Regions from separate parts of the Ovis aries genome. Here region 1 is linked to region 2. Evidence: chromatin contacts called from public Hi-C data. All regions are on one chromosome and are shown on one strand. The core of a region is the stretch at or near the end of the contact, and the rest is flanking DNA. Distances in the headings are between cores, read along the strand shown.

Region 1 (3,658 bases), core at 676-3,175, 96 kb before region 2:
ATACAGTGATGCTATAGAAAAATATTCTTAAAAGGAGGATAATTGAAACACAGCAAGTAAAGATCACAAGAGACAAACAGCTTGCTTTAACCTGTTTAATAAACACAGGACAGAAATCAAAATTGTAATAGTTATTTCCATATGAGACGAGATTGTTAATGAAGCTTTTTTCCCCCTACTTCTCTTTACTTATTCTGTAAATGTTCTGCAATTAATATATACCACTTTTGTGATTTAAAAAGTCTTTCTTTTACATGTGCAGTGGAGGTGGGTTTTTTAAACACTGCCTGCCAGCACAACCAGAACAGTGGTCAAGTAAATTAAGTTAGTTGTAATAGAGTAACTTGGGAGTTTCAAGAAGTTAAACAGAGTAATTAAAAATCCTAATGAAATTACACAGAGCTGGTGACTTAGCTGCAATAAGGCTGCTCTATATTCTTGGTTCCAGTTTTTCAAAAGGCCTAAAAATGGCATAAAATAAAAAATGAACAATTGTTCACGTAAAGGGCCATGTGCCAAGTTTGGCCTAAGCCACTGTAACCTGAACTCGCCCATATCTCCTCCTCCAGGCTGGCTGCATGTCTCTGGAAGGGTGTATTTGCCCTGCATTACTCAATTTACTTTCCTGAACTTGAAATGGAGTGGAATTTCAATGTAGAGTTACCCATTAGCTCCAAGGCTAAATTTAAACCTTTAATTAAATTAATCACTTGATCTTAAACACATTGCTTCTCCCTCAGGAAAGTGTAGAGAGGTTTCTTAGATGTCAGAGAACTCGTCAGTGTGACAACTGTTACTACTGCCTTTGATAAGTCACCCAAACCGCAGAGGGAAATCTGCAGGCATTTTCAGATGGTCCATGGTAAAGCCCCCTCTACCCCAGAACTGAAGGTTGTTGGCGGTGGGGCTGGGGTACAGCATACTGCCACCCCTCCCAGATCCGTCCTTGCAGCTCTGGAAGGGTCACTGCATGCATCCTTGGACAGGCACTTATTTAATAGAAGACACTGGTAGGGTTTGGGGTTCTTGTGCACCCCGGGGTGTGTATTTATAACAGGAGCTGCGTCCTCAGCCTGCAAATGAATGAGACACAAACTCAACGGTCAGCGACCGCTTGCTGGTGGGACTGTCCACATAAAGGGGTGTGGCCTTACTCGTGTAACTATTAATAAGGACTTATTTCTCCGGGCCCAACAAGGGCAGCGCGGGATCCAGTTAACAAGTTCGCGGGCCAAATCGCTTCAATTCCAGTAACTCGTCCCGCAGACCTATAACCCTCCCGGGACCACATCCTCACGCGTGACTCGGAGCTCTGCTCACGCTCCGTAATTCCCAGTCCAAGCGCGACGGGGAAGCGTGCTCGCCTCCCGCACCTGGGCGCGCGCCCCGGCAGGGAGCCACCAACTCTCCCCGCAGTCAGCTAGGACTACCTGGACCGCCAGGCCGATCCCCGCCCCGCCACCCGCTCGGTTTTCCCTTCCTCCTCCTCTTCCTCCTCCGCCGTCTCCCCCCCGCCCCCGCCCCCGCCGCCTCCCGCTGCCTGCCTGCGCGGCTGCCGCCTGCGGCTTTGTTTTCCTCCCAGGTTTCACCCCCCCCACACGTGATACTGTGGTTTTTTTTGCATAGAGCTTTTCGCAGAGCGAGCGCGGGGCGCGCGCACCTATAAATACCGACCCGGGGGCCAGGGAGCCGGAGATCGCGGGGTCCGGAGGGCCCGGCACCGATCCCGCAGGCGGGCGGGCGGGCGGGCAGACGGCCAGCGAGCCAGCCAGCAGCCGCGCGCGTGGGCTGGGGCGGCGGCGCCCCCCGCCCGAGCACCGAGGGGCGAGCATGGCCCGCCCGCTGGGGGGACGGGCCGCCGCGCACGCCGCCCGCGCCCCGCGCCCTGCCCAGCCCGGGTCACCGGCGCTCGCGCCCGCCGCTTAGCACTCGGGCGCCACTCGCTTCTCCGGGGGCATCGCGGAAATCTCGCCGCAGACGGACACAATGGCGGCGACTGCCGCCACCACGGCCGCCACCGCCGGCACGGCCGTCCGCAGCAGCAGCACCAGCAGCGCCTGCACCGACGCCGCGGGCACTGGCAGATTGCAGCCGCCGCCGCAGCCCCGGCCCGCGGCCGCAGCGCCGGCCCAGCCGCCGCTGCCGCCGCCCGAGCCCCCCAGGAAGCCGCGCATGGATCCGCGGCGCCGCCAGGCTGCCCTCTCCTTCCTCACCAACATCTCGCTGGACGGCCGGCCGCCGCTGCAGGAAGAGGAGTGGGCCGGCGGCGAGGACAGCGGCGCGGCCAAGCCCGGCAGCGGCTGCGGCGCGAGGACTCGGCTCAGCCTGCTAGTCGCCGCCGAGCGGGGCGGCTGCGGCGCGCTTTCCGCGGCGGGCGCGGCGGCGGCGGCGGCGGCAGCGGCGGCTGGATCGGGCCCCTGCCTCCCGCCGCCCTCGCCGCTGCCGCCGCTCGTCCCCGGCGGCCACGCGACCGTGCTCGGCCCCGGGGCGGCCCGGGGGTTCGCTAGCCCCCTGGGCGCCGGCCGGGCGTCGGGGGAGCTGTGGCAGCCGCCCCGGCCCGCGCCTTTCGCCGCCGGCGTTCAGCTGCAGCCGCCAGACGGGCCCGGGGACGCCGGGCCGGAGGAGCTGGAGGAGGACGATGCCTTTACCGGAGTGCACGTGCCGGCGGCCGCCTTCCTGAGCTCCGGGACCCCCGGGAGCGGGAGCGGCAGTCGGGGCCGCCTCAACTCGTTCACTCAGGGAATCCTGCCCATCGCCTTCTCCAGGCAGACCTCGCAGAACTACTGTTCGCTGGAGCAGGCGGGCCCGGGGAGCGGCTCCAGTGCCTTCGAGCAGCTGCAGAGGTCCCGGTGAGTAGCCAGGACGCGGCGCGCGCCTCTCGTGACCCTGCCCGGCTGGCGCTCTGCTGCGGGACACCGGGCGCTCCCACTTCCCGCGCCCTGCTGGATCCCTGGGCTTCTGGCGCGAATTCCAAACCGCGAGGGCACTCGGAAGAAGGAAGGTCTCTGGGGAGCGCGTGTATGTGTTCACACGTGTGTGCACGAGCCAGCACTCACCGAGAAGCACCGTGCTCATGCAAAGGGGGTTGGAGGTAGAGGTTGCGGGAGCCCAGCACAAAAAGTGGCATCAAAACCTCTCATTGCAAAGAAAAGAGCACGAGCTTTCAGAAACCCGGGCCGGACCCGGATAAGCACTCTCCTCACGCCCGGCAAGACTAGGCAGGACGCAGAGTCCAGCAGTGGGTCCGGCAGCCGGCCGAGCGGCGCGTGTGAGCTTTAACTTGCCGCAGACACGCCGCCGCGAATGCCTTCTGAGAAGTTCTGCCTGCGCTCCAAGTATTCCAGTGTCCCAGGAGCGCTTGGTATTTTCCTTTGCTTTCCTAAGAAAAGGAAAGCCCTTCTTATGTGCCCTTGAAGGCCTTGAGGTTGGGGGACAGAGAGGAAATAGGGCTTGAGGATTCTATTTTGCATCCCAACGTGAATTCGCTGAAATGAGTGAAAAAGTTTTTCACCTTTCGAAAGGTTGTGTTTGGTAGCTTAAGTAATCTCCAGGTCTTAAGCATCTTAGCAAAACCGTGAAATGCTGGACACTTGCCCATTCAGGAAATGGCTAGAGCTTGTTCCAGGCACCCTGGGCTGCATCAGGCAGGTGGGATGGG
Region 2 (3,516 bases), core at 83-2,582:
GGCTCCCTCAAGACACACGGGACCATAGCTTCTATGTTGCCAGAAAGTGTTCCCTCGAGGGAACCAGGGCTGAGGACAGCGAGGCCTGTCGTCCTCTGAAATCTGACGGCAGGGTCTTCCTAGGCTCTGAGCAAGTCTTCCCATACTTGGCGCCTGGCCAGTCTGGAACTGTGGCCCACAGGCACACTGTGTGTGCAGGGTCCTGTCTGGGCAAGGGCCTGGGAGCAGACTGTCACTTTGGGGGCCGCCCACACAGCCACCGTGATTGCATGCCCCGAGCACCTAATCGTGAGCAGCCTGCACAGCTGGTGCCTGCAGCCGTCCACATAAAGCACGTGACAGAGAAGCCAGAAGAAGCAGCAGGCACAGGGAGCTGAAACCGCCTGAACTAGTGCCCAGACGTCGAGGGGCTGCAAACCTCCCCCAGAAGGCATCAGAGAAGGCCACCTCTGCAACGCCGGGTGGCAAAGCCGGAATTCAGAATTCTGCCACCGAGAAAATGAATTTGAGGGCTTGATCATGTGCAGCCCTCGCTGGGGGCCAAGTGCTGAGCCAAGGGCCTCATAGCATCAACTCACTGGTCTTCCCTCTACCCTCCTCTCAAGCATCCAGCATGGAAACAAATATACATTTCCACTCATCCTGCTGCCAAGGAAACTAAGCCCCTAGCTCTGTACCCCCAAGAGCGCGAATGAGGCTGCATGTAAAAATAAAGGACATCTCCTGTGAGGTCCAGGCTTGGGATGGCCTGAGCCCTCCTGGCCCCACCTTCAAGGCTGCAAGCTGGGCTGGGTTGTTGCTGTTCACTGGGTTGTTTTAAAGCTAGGGCTGGTCAGGAAGTGGCGTGGGAGGTCCCCAGGGCTGTGGTGAAGAGATGACATTAGCGCCTTTAGGGGAAACAGCTCTGCTGTTATCCCATGTCCCCACAAAGATGTCCTGTTACAATAGAGGTAAATGCCATCAACGAAGACAGTGTCTGCTGGTTCAGTTATGCAGTGCAGCATCCACCCAAGCTAGTTTAAGAAGAAAGGCATTTTTTTACAGGGTACTAAACAGCCTGTCGTCACTGGGGAGGCTGGTGCAACAGCCTGAATTGGGATTTCAGGAATGATCCCCAAACTGTACTGCAGAACCAGGTCCCCAGGGGAATGTGCACCGGCCATCAGCTCCAGGCATGACACCCCTGCCACCTCCAGGGTCAGGACGCTGCCACTGCTCCCAGCTCCGGATCCATGCTGCCCTGCTGTGGTTCACACCCATGTTCCCAGCTCCGGATCCATGCTGCCCTGCTGTGGTCCACACCCATGCTCCCAGCTCCAGATCCATGCTGCCCTGCTGTGGTCCACACCCATGTTCCCAGCTCCGGATCCATGCTGCCCTGCTGTGGTCCACACCCATGCTCCCAGCTCCGGATCCATGCTGCCCTGCTGTGGTCCACACCCATGCTCCCAGCTCCGGATCCATGCTGCCCTGCTGTGGTCCGCACCCATGCTGCCAGCTCCGGATCCATGCTGCCCTGCTGTGGTCCGCACCCATGCTCCCAGCTCTGGATCCATGCTGCCCTGCTGTGGTCCACACCCACGGAATGGAAACTGGGACTCCAGGGCTTCTGCCATCACTCCTCTTGGCAGCAGAAAGAAGCCCAGCCTCCGCTTCCACTCTGCTTTCTGACCTTTCTGACACCAGTGCATCACCCCAGAGGAGCTGGAATAGTGTGTGGAATCCTAGCTGCAAAGAAATCGGGAAGGACAGCGCGGCGTCTGGAAGGGGCTGGCTATCCAAGCCATAGTGTATAGCGAAGGGGGATGACTGGGATTTAGGCAAGTCCACCCAGGGACTTAGGGAAGATGATCCTGCAGAAATAACATTGCAGGCGAGGCAAAGGAGTATCTGATTTGCATAAAAACCACCTGGGCAAGATCACAGTGCTGAGAGCAAGGCCCTGTCCTTAGACACTGACTCAGTGGAACAGGAGCACAGCCCAGTTGGCTCGATAAAATTCTCCAGTGTGCTTTAGATACATTGGGTTCTCTTTGTTTGATCTTTGAGAGAAACCTGTGAAGCAGCCCGACAGGTGTTGTTATCTTGTGTAGCAAAGAGGAGGGTGAGGCTCAGGTTAAGCCACTTTTTGCAAGTTGCCTGACTCGCTGGACATGGAGCCTCCAGCCTCTGCCCCCAACCCTTTCCACCTTCAGCCGCCTGGAGCTGCTCCCGGCTGCCACTAACCACTACTCTTTCAGTCTGATTCAGAACAGGAAAGCAGTGCGCCCTTCTTCAGTGGGGACAAGCCTGGTCACCTCTCTGACCCTCTGTTTCCTCCTCCATAAGGTTAGGGTGGCTGGAAGGCACTTGCAAATTTTTCTTTCAGCAGTGGGAGGCTTCTTTCAAGAGAAGTGTTGTGCTGAGACTTCCCTGGCAGTTCAAGTGATTAAAACTCCACGCTTCCACTGCAGGGGGCCCAATTTCTATCCCTGAACAGGGAGCTAGTATCCCACACACCAAAAAAAGGGTGGAAAGAAGCATTGCATGTATCTACATGTAAGACAGAAAACAGCAGAGCTGCTGTGATTGCCACTGGGTGAGATCCAGTCATCTCTCATCCCTCCTCCAGCTCCTGGAATATCCTCGCTGGGGGCTCACCCAGCTTTGGCACCCAACGAAAGATGGAGCTTCTTTGCTCGAACCTGCTGACATCATCACAAACCTCGTGACTGTCTGCCAGGCACTGACTCTGGTGGCCAGGGCTGCTAAATGTCACCGGGTCCTGCTGATGACTGGACTTTCGTTTCCATCCACCTGCAGGGGTCCTGCCCCAACGGGCTCCTGCATCCGGCAGAGCCCTCAAGATGGCTCTAGCCTGGGTTCCCCGTTGCTGGTGGTGGGGGTGTTAGAAGTTGGGTGTGACTTGCATGTGACTATGACCCATGACCCATATTTTAAGGAGTGACTTGTGTGGCCCGATCTGTTTCAGACCACAGTGATTGACTACGTAAAGCCCTCCGATCTCAAGAAGGACATGAACGAGACCTTCAAGGAGAAGTTCCCTCACATTAAGTTAACACTCAGCAAAATTCGGAGGTAGGTGAGGACGGAAAATCCCATGGACAGAGGAGCCTGGCCGGCTGCAGTCCAGAGGGTCACAAAGAGTCGGACACGGCCAAGCGCACACACACACTGGGGCTGGGCTCCCACCTGAACTTCCCCCAGGCCCTTCCCCCAGCACATCCTGAGCTCTTGCTTTGTATGCCGGCTCTTCTGTTGTTCTGGGGAAGTGAAACAGGTCATGTTCAGCTCTAACTAAAGAGGCTCGTCCGATGCTGGCTGACCAGTGCCCGGAAGTGTGAGAGCCGAGGGAGGCTGGACACGAGCTAAGGATCTGGGCGTGGGAGAGGAGGTTGCTCGTGAAGGAATCATTTCATACTATTTGTGGCTCACAGTTCAGTAAGATTTATGTTATGGAAAACTCAGAATAGGAAACGTTCGGTCCCCTGCTTCCTTAAATGCAGGCAAAACAGA

What was found. A called contact is a pair of places that touch in the nucleus more often than the background predicts.
Region 1: a contact with region 2 is called in a Hi-C map of mixed tissues, with 2.0 times the contacts expected there. The contact joins the promoter of CABLES1 here to the enhancer-like site in region 2. A contact is called at or near these places in 2 of 16 Hi-C or Micro-C datasets (mixed tissues and tail adipose tissue).

Annotation. Positions count from the first base shown.
Region 1 is chr23:33,846,478-33,850,135 of ARS-UI_Ramb_v3.0, reverse strand. CABLES1 (Cdk5 and Abl enzyme substrate 1) reads left to right here and starts at 1,925. Exons shown (of 10, transcript XM_015103631.4): 1 at 1,925-2,849. The coding sequence starts at 1,987.
Region 2 is chr23:33,750,302-33,753,817 of ARS-UI_Ramb_v3.0, reverse strand. CABLES1 (Cdk5 and Abl enzyme substrate 1) reads left to right here. Exons shown (of 10, transcript XM_015103631.4): 8 at 2,972-3,078. Among named protein-coding and RNA genes, the nearest start is that of CABLES1, 96 kb to the left of the region's middle. Within about 2 kb of position 1,332, at least 11 of the 54 cell types and tissues checked have an H3K27ac peak or open chromatin away from gene starts, as enhancers often do.